Linked DNA regions of Mus musculus: regions 2, 3, 4 and 5 are each linked to region 1. The links are chromatin contacts, called in public Hi-C and promoter capture Hi-C maps. All regions are on one chromosome and are shown on one strand. The core of a region is the stretch at or near the end of the contact, and the rest is flanking DNA. Distances in the headings are between cores, read along the strand shown.

The links. Promoter capture Hi-C pulls out the DNA fragments that hold promoters and counts their contacts. Hi-C and Micro-C count contacts between places; a contact is called where the count stands out from the background.
Region 2: a promoter capture Hi-C map of pre-B cells shows a contact between it and region 1. The contact joins the promoter of Snx25 here to the promoter of Pcm1 in region 1. A contact is called at or near these places in 1 of 39 promoter capture datasets (pre-B cells) and 2 of 484 Hi-C or Micro-C datasets (CD4 T cells and CD8 T cells).
Region 3: a promoter capture Hi-C map of pre-B cells shows a contact between it and region 1. The contact joins the promoter of 1700029J07Rik here to the promoter of Pcm1 in region 1. A contact is called at or near these places in 2 of 39 promoter capture datasets (maxillary cranial neural crest and pre-B cells) and 1 of 484 Hi-C or Micro-C datasets (CD8 T cells).
Region 4: a Hi-C map of LSK cells shows a contact between it and region 1, with 5 times the contacts expected there. The contact joins the promoter of Cyp4v3 here to the promoter of Pcm1 in region 1. A contact is called at or near these places in 2 of 39 promoter capture datasets (cranial neural crest and frontonasal cranial neural crest) and 2 of 484 Hi-C or Micro-C datasets (B cells and LSK cells).
Region 5: a contact with region 1 is called in a promoter capture Hi-C map of pre-B cells. The contact joins the promoter of Lrp2bp here to the promoter of Pcm1 in region 1. A contact is called at or near these places in 1 of 39 promoter capture datasets (pre-B cells) and 1 of 484 Hi-C or Micro-C datasets (regulatory T cells).

Annotation. Positions count from the first base shown.
Region 1 is chr8:41,238,332-41,241,031 of GRCm38.p6, reverse strand. It overlaps Pcm1 (pericentriolar material 1), which reads right to left and starts at 1,273. Exons shown (of 38, transcript NM_023662.3): 1 at 1,069-1,273.
Region 2 is chr8:46,151,011-46,153,710 of GRCm38.p6, reverse strand. Snx25 (sorting nexin 25) reads left to right here and starts at 1,270. Exons shown (of 19, transcript NM_001372342.1): 1 at 1,270-1,929. The coding sequence starts at 1,555.
Region 3 is chr8:45,973,874-45,976,573 of GRCm38.p6, reverse strand. It overlaps 1700029J07Rik (RIKEN cDNA 1700029J07 gene), which reads left to right and starts at 1,322. Exons shown (of 7, transcript NM_001033148.3): 1 at 1,322-2,700. It overlaps Ufsp2 (UFM1-specific peptidase 2), which reads right to left and starts at 1,046. Exons shown (of 12, transcript NM_138668.2): 1 at 986-1,046.
Region 4 is chr8:45,331,905-45,334,604 of GRCm38.p6, reverse strand. Cyp4v3 (cytochrome P450, family 4, subfamily v, polypeptide 3) reads left to right here and starts at 1,442. Exons shown (of 11, transcript NM_133969.3): 1 at 1,442-1,840. The coding sequence starts at 1,627. The region is part of intron 3 of Gm30504 (a long non-coding RNA gene); the gene reads right to left.
Region 5 is chr8:46,009,208-46,011,907 of GRCm38.p6, reverse strand. It overlaps Lrp2bp (Lrp2 binding protein), which reads right to left and starts at 1,306. Exons shown (of 9, transcript NM_026278.3): 1 at 1,108-1,306; 2 at 674-794. The coding sequence starts at 773.

The DNA of each region.
Region 1 (2,700 bases), core at 24-2,523:
CCTGACCAGGAAGGTGATAGGGAAAAGGCAGAAGCAGGTGCACAAAAAGCTCTTGAACACCGGCTCTAGTAACCAGAGAACACCGAAGGCGGGGTCTGGAAAGCGGTTATGGGGCGGGGGTAGGAGGCGGTAGGGGCACCCAGAAAGCCCGCTTCTTCTAAGCGCCAAAGCACGATCTGTCACCCGTAGTTCCCACACCAATCCTAATACCGCCATGAAAGAAAGGGGAGGAAAAAAACGTTTTGTGTTTTGTTTTGGGTTTGGACCAGGCTAGCGCGAGAGGAAAAGTTGGTTCACGCAGACGCCCCCACAGGGGGGCCGAACACCTAATCCTTAACAGCAGTCTCTGCAAAGCAAGCCAGGCTGCCAGAATCCCACTGGACATCTCGCTTCCCTCCCACCCACCCATCCCCAGTCTCCCCCTCGCCCCCCCACCACCCATTCTAGATGTAAAGAAACTGGATCTTCCCGAAGGGGTGAAGAAGGGGCAGTGGGAGGAGCGCGGAGAAGGATTATTAAATTAACATTTTCTTAGCGAAAAGAACCTACTAGCAGGAGTCAGGAACGCCTCCAGGGGCCTTCCTGCTCCAAGAATAAAAGGGACCGCAGAAAACTCCCGGGCCACAGACTCTCTGCACCCAGGAGGATCCGGGCCGCCCGGGACCCCTCCCAGGATGGAATTCGGCGGGTGGGCTGGGAGGGATGGCGGTCCCCGGGGCCTCGGGCCGCCAAGGCCAGTTTCTTTCGGAACTCATCACCCCGAACTACAAGGCAACCTTCCCCTCCACCCTGGAGGGGGGTGAAATCTCCAGCACCGGGCGAGCGGTCCTCACATGGGACGCCCCAAGATCGTGGAGGCGCCAGCCAGCGTCGTCCCAGACGCTCGCCAGAGCTAGCGTGTCAGTCGGCGCCGAGAGGAGCCGATGACAGCCTGGGGGTGGGGAAGGATCGCGCAGCCATGGGACCTCAGAGTTAAAACGGGCAGGCGTGGCCCCAGGCCGCTTCCAGCGCCGCGCCCGCCTCGAACCACCCTGTGCTCCGGCCCGCGGTGGCCCAGGGCCGCGTTACCTGGAAACGAAGCCGCCCCTCCTGCCAAGGGCCGAGTGGCGGTCGGCCGCCCCTCCAGGAGCCGCCGCCGGCAGCGGTTCTTCCTCCAAGACCGCGGAAGGGAGGCCCACAAATCCCCCTCGACTGCCCAAAGCCCCAATGGCCGCCTTCTCTACATTAGCTAACTAGGCGCCAACCGCCGCAGCCACCGCCATCTTAGGACCTCATTGTGGTGGGAGAAGAGTGGGGGGCGGGGGAACTGCAGAGGGGGGGGGGGGCGCAACGCTCCGCGAGACGAGCGCGGTCTCCTCGGCAACGGCTGCGCGGGGGCGAGAACTCGCCGGGGCTGGAGCCGCAGTGCGAACTCCGGGCGTGCGGTGACCTGAGTCACGTGACGCTCGGGCCTTCCGTGGAGTCACGTACCGCCCCTCTAGTCAGGAAAAGATTTGTGCAGACGAACAACCTGGGAACTACACATCCCAGAATGCCCACTCAACTGGGTAGCCAAAAGAAACGGAACTACAAATCCCAGTGTGCTGTGCGCCTGCCAGATGGCTCCGCTGTGTTTTTTAAGGCTTGAGGCCTGTGGGGTTTATAAGTGCTTTAGCTCACTGCAAGTCTCCGGGCGCTTTCTAATTTTCTGTGGAGGCATGAGCTTCCAGATGGAGACCGGAAGACTGGGAACCCTTGTAGTGCATTCCTACCCACTTTCCTATCACGAAGGATACTGATGAGCCTTTACAATCTAACCCCTAATTTTAGCAAGGATATTAAATCAGTATGTCATGTGTGCTTAGTCGGTGGAAGAATCATAAATAAGATTGTCAGTGGTCATTGCCACTTGGAACGCTGTCCCGCTACTTTGTTGGTAGAAAGAAGTAGTTGTAAACAGAGTTTAATCTTGTGAAATTTTCGCTGAACGGATAGTCTTTGAAATCCTGTTTAATTTATATTCTTGCTAACGGCTGTGTTAAGGTTAATAAATGGATAAATAGTGTCATAAAAACAGCACAAAACAAAACTTTTTTTTTTTAAGTTGCAAGGCTTTCAATATGCCAGGCTCCGAAGTTAAGACTACCTGTCGATTTTAGTTGCATGCATACACATTCTGTTTTTAGACAGCTTCTAAATGTCTAAAATAGGATTTTTTTAAATGTAAAATAATGTAATTGAGAAAGAATAGGTTTCTGTTTTTCCACAATAAATTGCTCCACACAATTACCAACAAATTGTTTACAAAACAAAATACTACAACTCTCTCAGAGCACCACGGTTCCTATCAACTAAACTCTTCCTGCCCAGGGCAATTTACTACTGTGTCCATAGCCTTCTGTATTCGTTTTTATCCTGTTTCTGAGGCAACGTCTCTTGTATCTCAGGCTGGCCTCAAATCTCTGACTTCAGATCCTTCTGCTTGTGGAATGCTGAAGTGTAGCATTCCACCTCAATGTAGCTTGTATACATAAAAACATACGATACCTTAAGGAAATGAATCAGTACACTGCTGGAAATCAAACCCAGGGTTTCATGCATGCTAGGCAAACATTCTGTCAACTGAGCTACACACCCAGCCGGGTAGTGGATATTGAACCTAGGGCTTTTCGACATGACATGCTAGGCAAGTACTCTACTACTGACCTATAATCTTTAGGC
Region 2 (2,700 bases), core at 21-2,520, 4.9 Mb before region 1:
AATACTTTGTTTTAAGCAAGCAAGTAAGCAAGCACTTTATTCATGAGTATTGTGACTTTTTTCCTTTTTTTTGATGAAATGGCACAATACTTATTACAGATGGAACAACCCCTTTACAGAAAAAAACAAAACAAAACCAAAAACCCAGTGTAGCCACAATATATAACACTGCATTGTAACACCTATGTTACTTGTCTGCTACTCGGAGGGCACTACCCATCACCATATTAGCGAACACTGCAAACCTAGGCTGCACACCTTTGATTCCAGCACTCTGAAAGCAGAGGCAAGTAGATCTCTGGGGGGGTCCAGACTAGCCTGGTCCACATAGTGAGTTTCAGGATAGCCAGGTTTACACAGAGAGACCCTGTCACAAAACAAAATAGTACAAGTTAAAGAACCTGGACTTCTTCATCTCAGTGTCATGGGGGTGCTAGCTCCTTATCTGTCAAGCTTCTCTTATTTTCTTATTTCATTTTTTTTTTTTTTTTTGTCTTCTCTACTCTATCTCCTCTCCCAGTGTCTTCAGAAATCCTTCATTTCCATCATCCCTCTAAGACAGTCAACACCCTTTATGGGCTTTGGCAGCTCTGTTACAGTATTGAGCAGCATTTGGACATCTTTCATCTCAGCAAACATCGTCTGTAGACTACCGGCTGCAGTCAAGAGAGGAAAGGAAAATATGTTCTCTCAAAATTCTTTGAACCAGTTTCTTTTGCGTGGGTAACAGCTTTTGTACCGAGTAGTTGTTGGCAACAAAAACACAAAATCGGAGCCAAATCGATTGTGGCAGCTATGTACACTCTCTGGCACTGGGGAGTCTTTCCATAAGTAAGTGGGAACCACAGGCTTCGCTTGACTCCTCCAGGTTTGTCTTAGTCCCCTACCCTTGGGCAGTGGAGTGGGGTCCGTTGGAAGAAAGTAGTAAAAGAGAGGATCAGGGACAGTACGAGGTTAATCAGAGAGCTAGAGAACAAGGCTGGCGTCTGGTATGGGGCTGTAGGCAAGGCGAGGAGCGGAGAGACGAAAATAAGGGGGTACCTGAGCGGAGCTCAACGCAGGCTTCTGACACCTGCAGCAAAATTTTCCACGAACAGACGCGGTCCCCGGGGGGCGGGGGCGGGGCTCGGGAAGTAGCGGGGTCCACTGCGATTGGTCGCGCCCCTTTCCGGCCGCCCCCGCCCCGGGTGGGCGGGGCGACCCCGCCCCACTGTCACTCAGCCGCAGGTCCCGCCCCCGCCCCCGCGCGTCTCGAGCCCTTGGGGTTTCAGTCCCCCTCGCGGTCCCGCTACCTGGGCGCGCCCGGTCGGCGGGCAGCTGCGGGCCCGGCGCGGGGCGGCGGCACCGAGGCGGGAGGGGGGGCGCGGCGGTGTCTGTTGGAGCGGTTCCCGCTCAGGGCCGCCGGCGAGGGCATGAGCGCGGGCTGCCCTTGCCTCGCGAGCGGCGGCGGGAGCGGCGAGGCGGCGGGGCGCCGCGCACAGGCCACGGCCCGGGGCGGCGCCGGGGGGCTGCGGGCCGGGAGATGAGCCTGTCGCCAGCGGCCCAGGAAGCAGCATGCACCGCGATGCCACCGACAGCAGCGGCGCCCGCCGCGGCCCCACGTCCGCCGCAGACGCCTGCCGCGCTGCCCGGGGCTCCGCGGACCGGCCGCGGACGGCGGACGGCCCGGGCTGGGGCTGGCGGGGGCCCGCGGCCGTGGCCGCCCTGGCAGTGCTGGCGCTGTGCTGCCTGGTCCCAGGCTGGGGACCGGCGGCGGGCACGGGGCCGGGCGCCGTGCTGCTGCGCCTCAGCCTGTACCTGAGCTGCGCCGCGGCCGCCTTGCTGCTGGGGACACTGGTCTCGCTCGTCTGCTGGAGCCCGCGCGCCCAGCCGCCGGACTTCGTCTCTTCCTGGAGCCGGCTGGCGGCGACCGTCCGCTGTCCGCTGCGGGTGAGTACCGGTCTCGACTGCCTCGCGTGCCCGCGGCCTCGTGCGCGCGCAGACCCCGGGGGGCTCCGGCCGGGTGGCCCTCCGGCAGCCGAAGCCCGCGGAAGACTGGGCTGCGCGGGCTTGGTCACGCGCGCCGTTTTAGGCGCTGTAGTTAACTCATCCACCATCCTCTGCACAGAGAGATCCATCCAGGCGGGTCTCCGATGTTGAAGTGCAGTTGGTGAGTGCCGAGAAAAATCCGCTTACAGCACCCACGGGAGGCAGGCTTCGCATTCATCACTGATGCTCCTGTTTGGTTCTTCGATCTGTAGTGGTTGGGAGATAACTTTATGACGGCTTACAGAAGAGAAAACTTGGTTAGGTCACCCAGTCCGAGGGAGCTCACTCAATGGGCCCCGTGTACTTCATACCTGTAAGGTCCTGTCTTCCACCATGTTGGTTAAGTTGTCATGCAGCTCAGGTGGATGTCTATTTGAGGGGGTTGAGGGGGTGGCATGCTCACCAGGAACCACTGTCGTTTGTTAAGAGGAAAAGCTGTCCTCAGGCAGGTGTAGGACATCAGGGTTGTGGTTATGTTGCGGAACGTAGGAAAGAACTGGATTTTCAACGTGCTTTGCCCTCCTTCCTACCAACCCTGTTTGCCTTAAATCAAACTTTACCTCCAGTCTGTTTATAATAACCCTTTAAAAGGACCTTCATTTTACCGGACTTGGCTGATTGATATCTTCATAAAACTAAAATTGCCCGAGATCTTGGGAGCCAGAGCAATGG
Region 3 (2,700 bases), core at 73-2,572, 4.7 Mb before region 1:
CGAAGGGCAGGTAAGTAGCCCATAAAAGAAGCCTTAAATTTTCCAAGGTAAAGAGGTATTCTTATGTGTGTAAGCCCATTCTAAGCACAGTGGCCAATTGGTGAAGGTTCGCTTAATTGAAACAACATGTAGGAAGGCTGATGTATACGATTGTAAGCCCAACACTTGGGAGGTAGAGGCAGGAAGGTCTGGATTTCAAAGTCATTCCTGACTGTGTAGCCAGTTCAAGGACAGCCTGGGTTTTGTGAGGCTCTGTCCTAAAACCAAAGCAAAAGATCACTTAGACTATGACCCATGGACGGACAGCAAGGACAAAGCTCAAGGACGGTAAAGAAGGTTTTAATACAGCCAGCCAGAAGTAGAACCCAGACTTGATTATTGACTTTGTTCTTGAGATGAGGCAAGTTTGTCAAGGGTTTGGTGGGCACAAGGAGGGGTGAGCTGGGTTATCGAATGGGAATTCTGAAGGAAGAGTGCGGGGAGAACAGGAAATGATGAGCCGGCTCTGTAACTGCTGAGTTTGAATGATTTATTTAAGTGGAAGCAGTTGACTAGACTTATGAATTGGGTTCGGAGAGAAAGCTCAGGGTGTAAGCTGAAGATTATCATCTGCGGTACAGATGGCAGGACTTAGCTGAGCTAGGAGAAGGGGGAAGCTGGAGAGTTCTGTGCCACGTAAGCGAAGGGAGAAGACTATTTTAAGGAAGTTAGGTCTATCTTTTCAAAACCAAAAGTTCTTTTAGCTAGCTTCTAAATACGACAAATAGTGCCTTACTGTCAAGATGCACTGACTGACCCGGAGAGTCGCATGACCCGGTGCTGCTGGTGACCAGATCACCCAAGAGATCCAAGTGAGGATAGTTTGTACCGCGACTTTTGGCCTCTCAGGAGCAGCTCCTTTTAGGGGCCTGGAGCCATTCTCCTAACGGTTGACGAAGTCCTAGGGGTAAATACGGGGAGGTCACTGACAACCAGAATCACTTACCAAGCACCACTGGCGATGGCAAGAACACCTACTTCGTGCAAGCAAGGGTCGTCCCGGAAGTGACGTCACGCCCGCCGACTGCGGGGCTCCGACAGGTGACTACAACTCCCAGAATGCTTCGCGTCAACCATCACGGAGCGTACCACAGGGAAACTATTCGCCGATGGCGGGGAAACAGAAGGCTTAGTTTCGAGAGATTTTATTGGCTGAGACTTACGTATTCTATGGCCTTTCTTCCGTTTTCGTGGACGCGCCGTGCGGGTTCGAACGTTCCGAGGGCCTACAGTAGCACGTTGGGAAAGGGTTCTCCCGTTCCCACGGCAACGCGGCCTAACATGCGCCAGCGGCAGCTTGCGGAACTGTGCGGCGCGCGCCTCTGCTGCTGCGCTCTAGGCTGGAGCCCCGGCCAAGCGCGTGGCCTCGAGCTCTTCGGGCTCTGCTGTGGAGTGATCCCCGACCGGAGCAGGGTCCATCTGATTCTGGTTGTGGGATTAGGTGTCTTTTGGAGAGGTGACTCGGCCTCGCAGACATGGGTTTTCCTTAGCTACCTGCCTACTTCAAGCTACCTTTCCTTAGAGGGAATAACTTAGACAATCAGTCCATTTATTTTCTGCAGTTTCTCCCTTTTAGCCAAACTTTTTTTTTTTTTTTCCTGGCGTAGAAAAGAATTTATTGAGTAAATTGCAAGGATGCAGTGGACAGGGCTGTAACAGAGGAACCTTCTTAGCCAAACTTTTTGAAGGGAACTTGCCATATTCTACTTGGGTAGAATCCCACGATTTTCGTGTCTACGTGATTATAAACCAAAATTTATGCCTTTTAAAGTCTGTTTTCCTACTTCTACCTGACCAGAAGGAGAGGGTTGCAAAAAACATTGCGTAAATGTGTGAATGAATACTTTGTAAGTTTTACTTAAAGAGTTTATTGTAGGGACAAAGTTGAAGGCATTGGCCGCAAGCGCTGGGGCGACAATGGTAAAAAACTAAAGGGGTTTTGTCGTTCAAGCCGCTCCGGAGGTTAGGGCAGAGGTTCCCTGATTCCAGGAGTTCCATTCCAGTCTGGGCAGCGTTGCCTCAAGAATGTGGTGAAGGAGATTGAAACTCAGTTCATGGTTCCTAGCTGTCAGTTCACTGGGGAAAATAAAGGGTGCCAAACCACGGATATAAGATGACTGTTAATGAAGCTTGGGAAGGTGTTAAAGCGGAGAATCTCCAGGAGAAGAGACCAACTCCATGACTGTCCAATTAAAGCAAGCTGTGTGTTGGGGTGTGCCCGTACTAGCCTGCTGGCTGTCTCACTCTGAGAGCACCCCTTGCGGCAGCCTCATTAGGTCCTTTTTACACGAGAGAGAGAGAGAGAGAGAGAGAGAGAGAGAGAGAGAGAGAGAGAGAGAGAGAGAGAGATCGTTCACCGGACTGAGAGAGTTGGCTGTTATACATTGTAAAAACAAAACCAAAGAACAATGTGAAAGGGAAGGAACAAGGTCATGTTCCTACATCATGTGAATCGGGTAGCAAGTTTAGTGTTGGTTGAAAGACATTTTGCAGTTTACATCCTATCTAAGAAACAGGGATCAGTCCTTAATTACAAGGAGAAATCTCAACTTGGAAGCACTTAACGCAGGACAAACAGGAACGTATTCTTTAACTACAAATAGAAACCGTAGCCTGTACAGGATGAACAGGAGCTTAGTCTTAACTGTCTTAACTGGAAAC
Region 4 (2,700 bases), core at 193-2,692, 4.1 Mb before region 1:
TATATTACTATGTTTTATGAAATATATTAATGTTCTACACTAGTGTGGATACATACACTATATAACATGCTACTTTGAATACTTACGATAATGTAACAATGTATATTTTGCTTCGTCATTTGTTTTCTTTTGCTCTTTCACTTAATGTTTTATGAACTTCTTTTCCTGACAGTACACACCAGATGGCTCTTTTGTAAAAAGTAACTGCAGGGGTGGGCAACATGGCTCAGCTGGCCAAAGAGCTTGACACCAAACTTGACCACTTGCGTTTGAGCCTCCAAAACCACATGGTGGGTTGTTGTCCTCTGATCTCCATGCTTGCATACAGTTTAAAAAGAATGTAATACGTTTTTAAAAATTCAACTGAGGAAAGCCCTAGATGTGCTTTCTTCAGGTCCCAGAGGCCACACGGGTGTTTGTGGGCACACCATGCAGTCTCTGTATGAAAATAACATTCTCAAGAAAATGAGAATCCAGGGCATCTGTGGATTTCAACTTTCTTGGCACTCTCCCCAGTGTGCAGTAGGCAAGGGCACTTCTCATCCTGCCCTTTGGTAAGGACAATGGGGTGTAGAACAGGGACTCCTGTTCAGGCTGGAGACCTCCATGGGTAGCTAGTAAATAACTTTGCTAGCTTCTTCTTTCTGGCCTTTCCCTTTCTGCAGGCTTGGCATTTTAGCTTCACTTTGACTGTGCCCCATTACTGTTGCCAACCCTCCTCATAGCATGCCTTCTTCCACCCACTTCTGAGCCCCTCCATCCCCACCCTTGTTCTCTCTAGTTCTGGCTTTCCTTGATCAGAGAATGTTTAGGGAAGTGCTAGACTGTGTTCTCCTTTAGTTCTGGTGATTCAGTCTGTCAGCTGACACTCACTGGATACGTGGCTTCCCTAAACTTCTAGGTCATGGGAAGGCGGTTGCTGTGCCGGACCCTGAAGCAGGGGCCAGAGTGTGTCCGGTGCCCCTGGGCAACCGGCCCTGCCCTAGGGCAGCAACTGATGCAGGTTTGCGCAAGGGCTAGTTGAATTTAGAATTCCAAAAACTGCCTTTCGACACCGAGGACTCTTCATTTGAATTTTTTAAAACAGACTGCTTATGAGATCTGTAATCCTTCCACAAAGCAAGGGAGTTGCAAAATTCTTAACAGCCCACATTAGCCGGCCCTAGGGTGTCCGGAACTGGCGATGCGAATTTCTAGTTTCTTCTCCATCCCGAAGCTACCCTAAATTCGACTTCCTCCGCCATCCTCATCTTTCCACACCGTGAGCTTTCACGTGCATTCTGAACTTCAGAGCTCAGAAGTTGTTCCGGTCTTTCGCTTTCGCCTTGAACCCCAGTGGCTGGCGCGTAGTACGCAGACTCGTGCAGGGCATCACAACAAACCTGCGGGAGCTTTCCCCGCCCCCTCGGAAAGTTTGTCCCCAGGGCGTGGTGCAGACGCTACAGATTTTCCCAGCTCCAGAGCTGGAAGATCTGAGAGGACCTGGTGTGCCCCGGGGGTTCTTTTTCCTGAGCCCTGAGCCGGGAGCTTGGAGTTCCCGAATTTGTCCCTCCCTCCTCTGCACCCGGCAGCGACTGGTCGCCACCTTCTCACTGGCAATCCAGAGGGAAGAGGGGAATCAGAGAGATGTTGTGGCTGTGGTTAGGGCTCAGTGGGCAGAAACTATTGCTTTGGGGCGCAGCGAGCGCGGTCTCCCTGGCCGGCGCCACTATCCTGATCAGCATCTTTCCGATGCTGGTAAGCTACGCGCGGAAATGGCAGCAGATGCGGTCAATCCCGTCGGTGGCCCGCGCCTACCCCTTGGTGGGACACGCGCTTTATATGAAGCCCAACAACGCAGGTATGTGTATGTACAAGGAAGTGTCTACTCCGTCTACTACTCTAACTAAGGCTGTTAGGCGCCTCGTCAGTCAGAGACACCTATTTAATGGACTGCTCCCACTCCCTCCCAACTTTTTCTTGCCACAATTGAGGTCTTCACATCCCTCAGACCTGCTAGGAGAAAGAAGAAATCTTCCAACCTCCACACCCCCACCCCTCCAACTCACCCTTACCCTCCAGGGAGTAAGTTCCTAATTCTCCCCATACCCATTTCCACTCTAGTGCCTGCCAAATTGCTTTGTGCCTCCCATCCTATAACGAGCATAGCAAACATACATATGTGTATATAGCATGTGTGTATAGAACAGGTTACAGTCTTTCCAAGTAAAATTAATTGATTGATATGCAGTTAAAATCCTCTTGGCCTTTGTAGATCAATCCTTCTGAGGAAGTCTTTCAAGGCCACTTCAGCAGACTCTACTGCCAAGGGCCTTGAAGTAAATTTATATGGCTAGGTTCAAAAATCTTACTTATTGGAGAGGTTTTTGTCGTTATTGTTGTTGGTGGTGTTTTTTAAACCTGAAATAATTTTAAAGAAATGTTTTATGCAAAAAAATTTTGTTCTTTTGCTTTAGAAAAATACCTAAAGTCAGAAAGTTCTTAAAAATAGTGGTATCTGTGGTTCCCTGTTAGAGATAGTGTATTCAGTCTTAACACTTAATCTTCATGGCTGTGTAAGCCTGGACATCCAGAACTGAGAAGAGACTTCCAGATGGCACATTTTAAAAGAACCTACACCAGATCCTACCTTTTCTTCAGATTAACTATTAATAGTTGTTTTACGGGCTGACCATCAATTTTAAATCTTCTTTAATATAG
Region 5 (2,700 bases), core at 57-2,556, 4.8 Mb before region 1:
GTGCAGGTTCTCTCGTGAAGCCACACGTAACGTAGAATTCATTAGATGCTGTTAATCTCAGTTTCTTTCCAACTTCTCATCCCTAAAGCTTAGCTCAGAGAAAGAACATAACCTAAGCAGAGTCATGATCACAGCACCAACACACACCTGGCATAATCAAGAAGTGTTTATTGTGCTTGGGTGAGGGTTCACTGCCGGGTAGGCACTCCAATGCAGTCTCTGCATGCACTGGGCAAAGCTGTCTGTGAATGAGTTAAACTCTTAGCCTGAGCCATGTTAGGACTACTAATCAAATGGGCTGGCCATCTCCAGTTTAGTTTTTACAAGCTTATGTAAAAATAGCTTTCAGTATCCATTTGAAGTAAAGCGCAGCGTTGCGCTCTCTGAGGGAAGCAACATCTGGCGTCTCTTTTTTAGAACGAATCCCTAAGTGCTGGGGGGGGGAGGGGTGAAAATGTAATCAGGCTTGAATTGTGAAACACCTCCAGGATCAGCTTGCTGTCTGAGTAAGAAGGTCACTAATCTCCAGGAAAGCCAGAAAGGAGTATAACATTAACTACCTCCTGGAAACCAGTGGCATGGGTTTTTGTTTGTTTGTTTTGTTTATTCTAAGCTTACATGGAATTTCAGTAAAAATAGTTTCCAAGCAAGAATTAACTATTCAGATGTATACCGGGCTTTTCCTTCTTCCACTGGAAGAATTTCTGTTGTTTGGCAGCATACTGAGACAGAGAGAAAGGGTTTTTGGGCAACTTCTCGCTGCTCAGCTTCATCCTGTCTCCACAATGTGGGTCCTGTTAAGGAAGAACACATAGGTGGTTACAATTTCTCCTCCCGGGAAAGCACCAAGGGAGACTTCACTCCCCATCACAGAAGCATCTGCCCCACATTGCCTGGCCAAGGGACCCTGAGCTAGCAACAAATCCCGACTGGCTAAGGATTCACACATGGCAGGGGGCGTCCTGTCATTCCCAACTGCTGCCACTCAGTGGCAACAGACTACACCGCTCACAGTCGCTGCTCCTGTCACGGAGGACTTTCCTGTCGCCCTTTAACTGAAACTGGCCAGAGTAATCCGTTTCGGATGACAGGATGCGTCTGTTTTACCTGGGAATACACTGTGTTTTAGCTCTGTTGCTCAGTCTTCTCTTCCAGTCTGTACTGGATTGCCATGTTACCAGATGGACCACTGCTGCATGGTAAATCAGAGCCTTCATATAAAATGTAGGGGCCACCTCATTTGGGTTGAAGGAGTCCAGGTTGGCCTAAGCTGAGAGTAGTGAAGACAGCAAACTCTGTTGTTGCTATGCTTTTTTTTTTTTCTTTCTGTTTTGGTCTTTGACATTCTACTGGTTCAACTTACTTCCACCAATCAGGAGCCAGCGCCCAGGCCAGGTCTCTCTGATTGGTGGTCTACAGAAGTTCTTAAGAGAAGCTTTGTGTGATTGGAAAGCTGCATTTACATACTTACAGGATACTATTTTAGGCAACACGCTGCTTCATTGGATGAGAGTGGAACTCAAAAAAAAAAAAAAAAAAAGACATGGTTTACTAAGTCAGCAAAAAATAAAAATAAAATAAAATCACTGAAATGTCTGTATGTGGGAGGAGTTAATTAAGAGCTAATTTCTTTATCTGTAGTTTGAAATAAAGGTTCTTAAAGTGTCCTTTCCTTGATATACAAAGTTAATGGGCCCAGCATGGTGGCGAAATGTCTTTAATTCTGGCACTCAGGAGGCTGAGGTTAGCAGATCTCTGCTAGTACAAGGCAGCCTGGACGAAATAGTGAGACCCTGTCCACAACCAGACAAAAAACAAAGTTGCTGGTTACTGGGTTGGAGATGTGGTTTCAGCAGTTAAGAGCATCAGGGTTTAGTTCCCAGCACACCACAGGGCATCTCACAACTGTCTGTAACACAGTTCCTGGGGATTGGATGCCCTCTTCTGACTTATTCAGTCACTAGACACATGTGCCTAGTGTACATGTACACACATGTATCTCTCTAGTGATACACATACACACATGCAGTCAAACCACTCATACACATAAAAATAGAAAGAAATTAATTAAAACAAAACAACAACAACAACAAAAAAAAACAAGTCAAAGTGTTTCCAGAGGATCTGAACTTGGTTCCCAGAAGCCACCTTGAGTGGGTCCCAACCACCTGTAGCTCCAGCTCTAGAGAGTGACCACCCACTTCTCGGCTCTGCTGGCACCCCTCACATGGGACATATATGCATGCAGACACACATACACATACTCATAAGAATAAATCTTTAAAAAGTAAAGTAATTGGATTATGTATATTGCAAAATCTAAGTTTCCACTAAAGAATATAAAGTTCCCAATGAACGAAGCCACATGTGTAAGATATATAGAAGAAAGCAATCCAAATATGACAGCCTACTGTCAACCACCACTCACAAACTAGATGAAAAGATGTTATTTCTCTGAAGACATTAATACAGTGTGCTACTATCTAACAAGGTTTAGAGCAGAGGTTCTCAACCTTCCTAATGCTGTGGCCCTTTAATACAGGTCCTCATATTGTGGTGACCCCTCCAACCATAACATTATTTCTTTGCTACTCCGTAACTATAGTTTTGATAACTGCTATAAATTGTAATGTAAGTATCTGGTATGTAACCCCAAGGGCTCATGGTACATGGGTTGAGGACCACTGGATTAGAGAAACC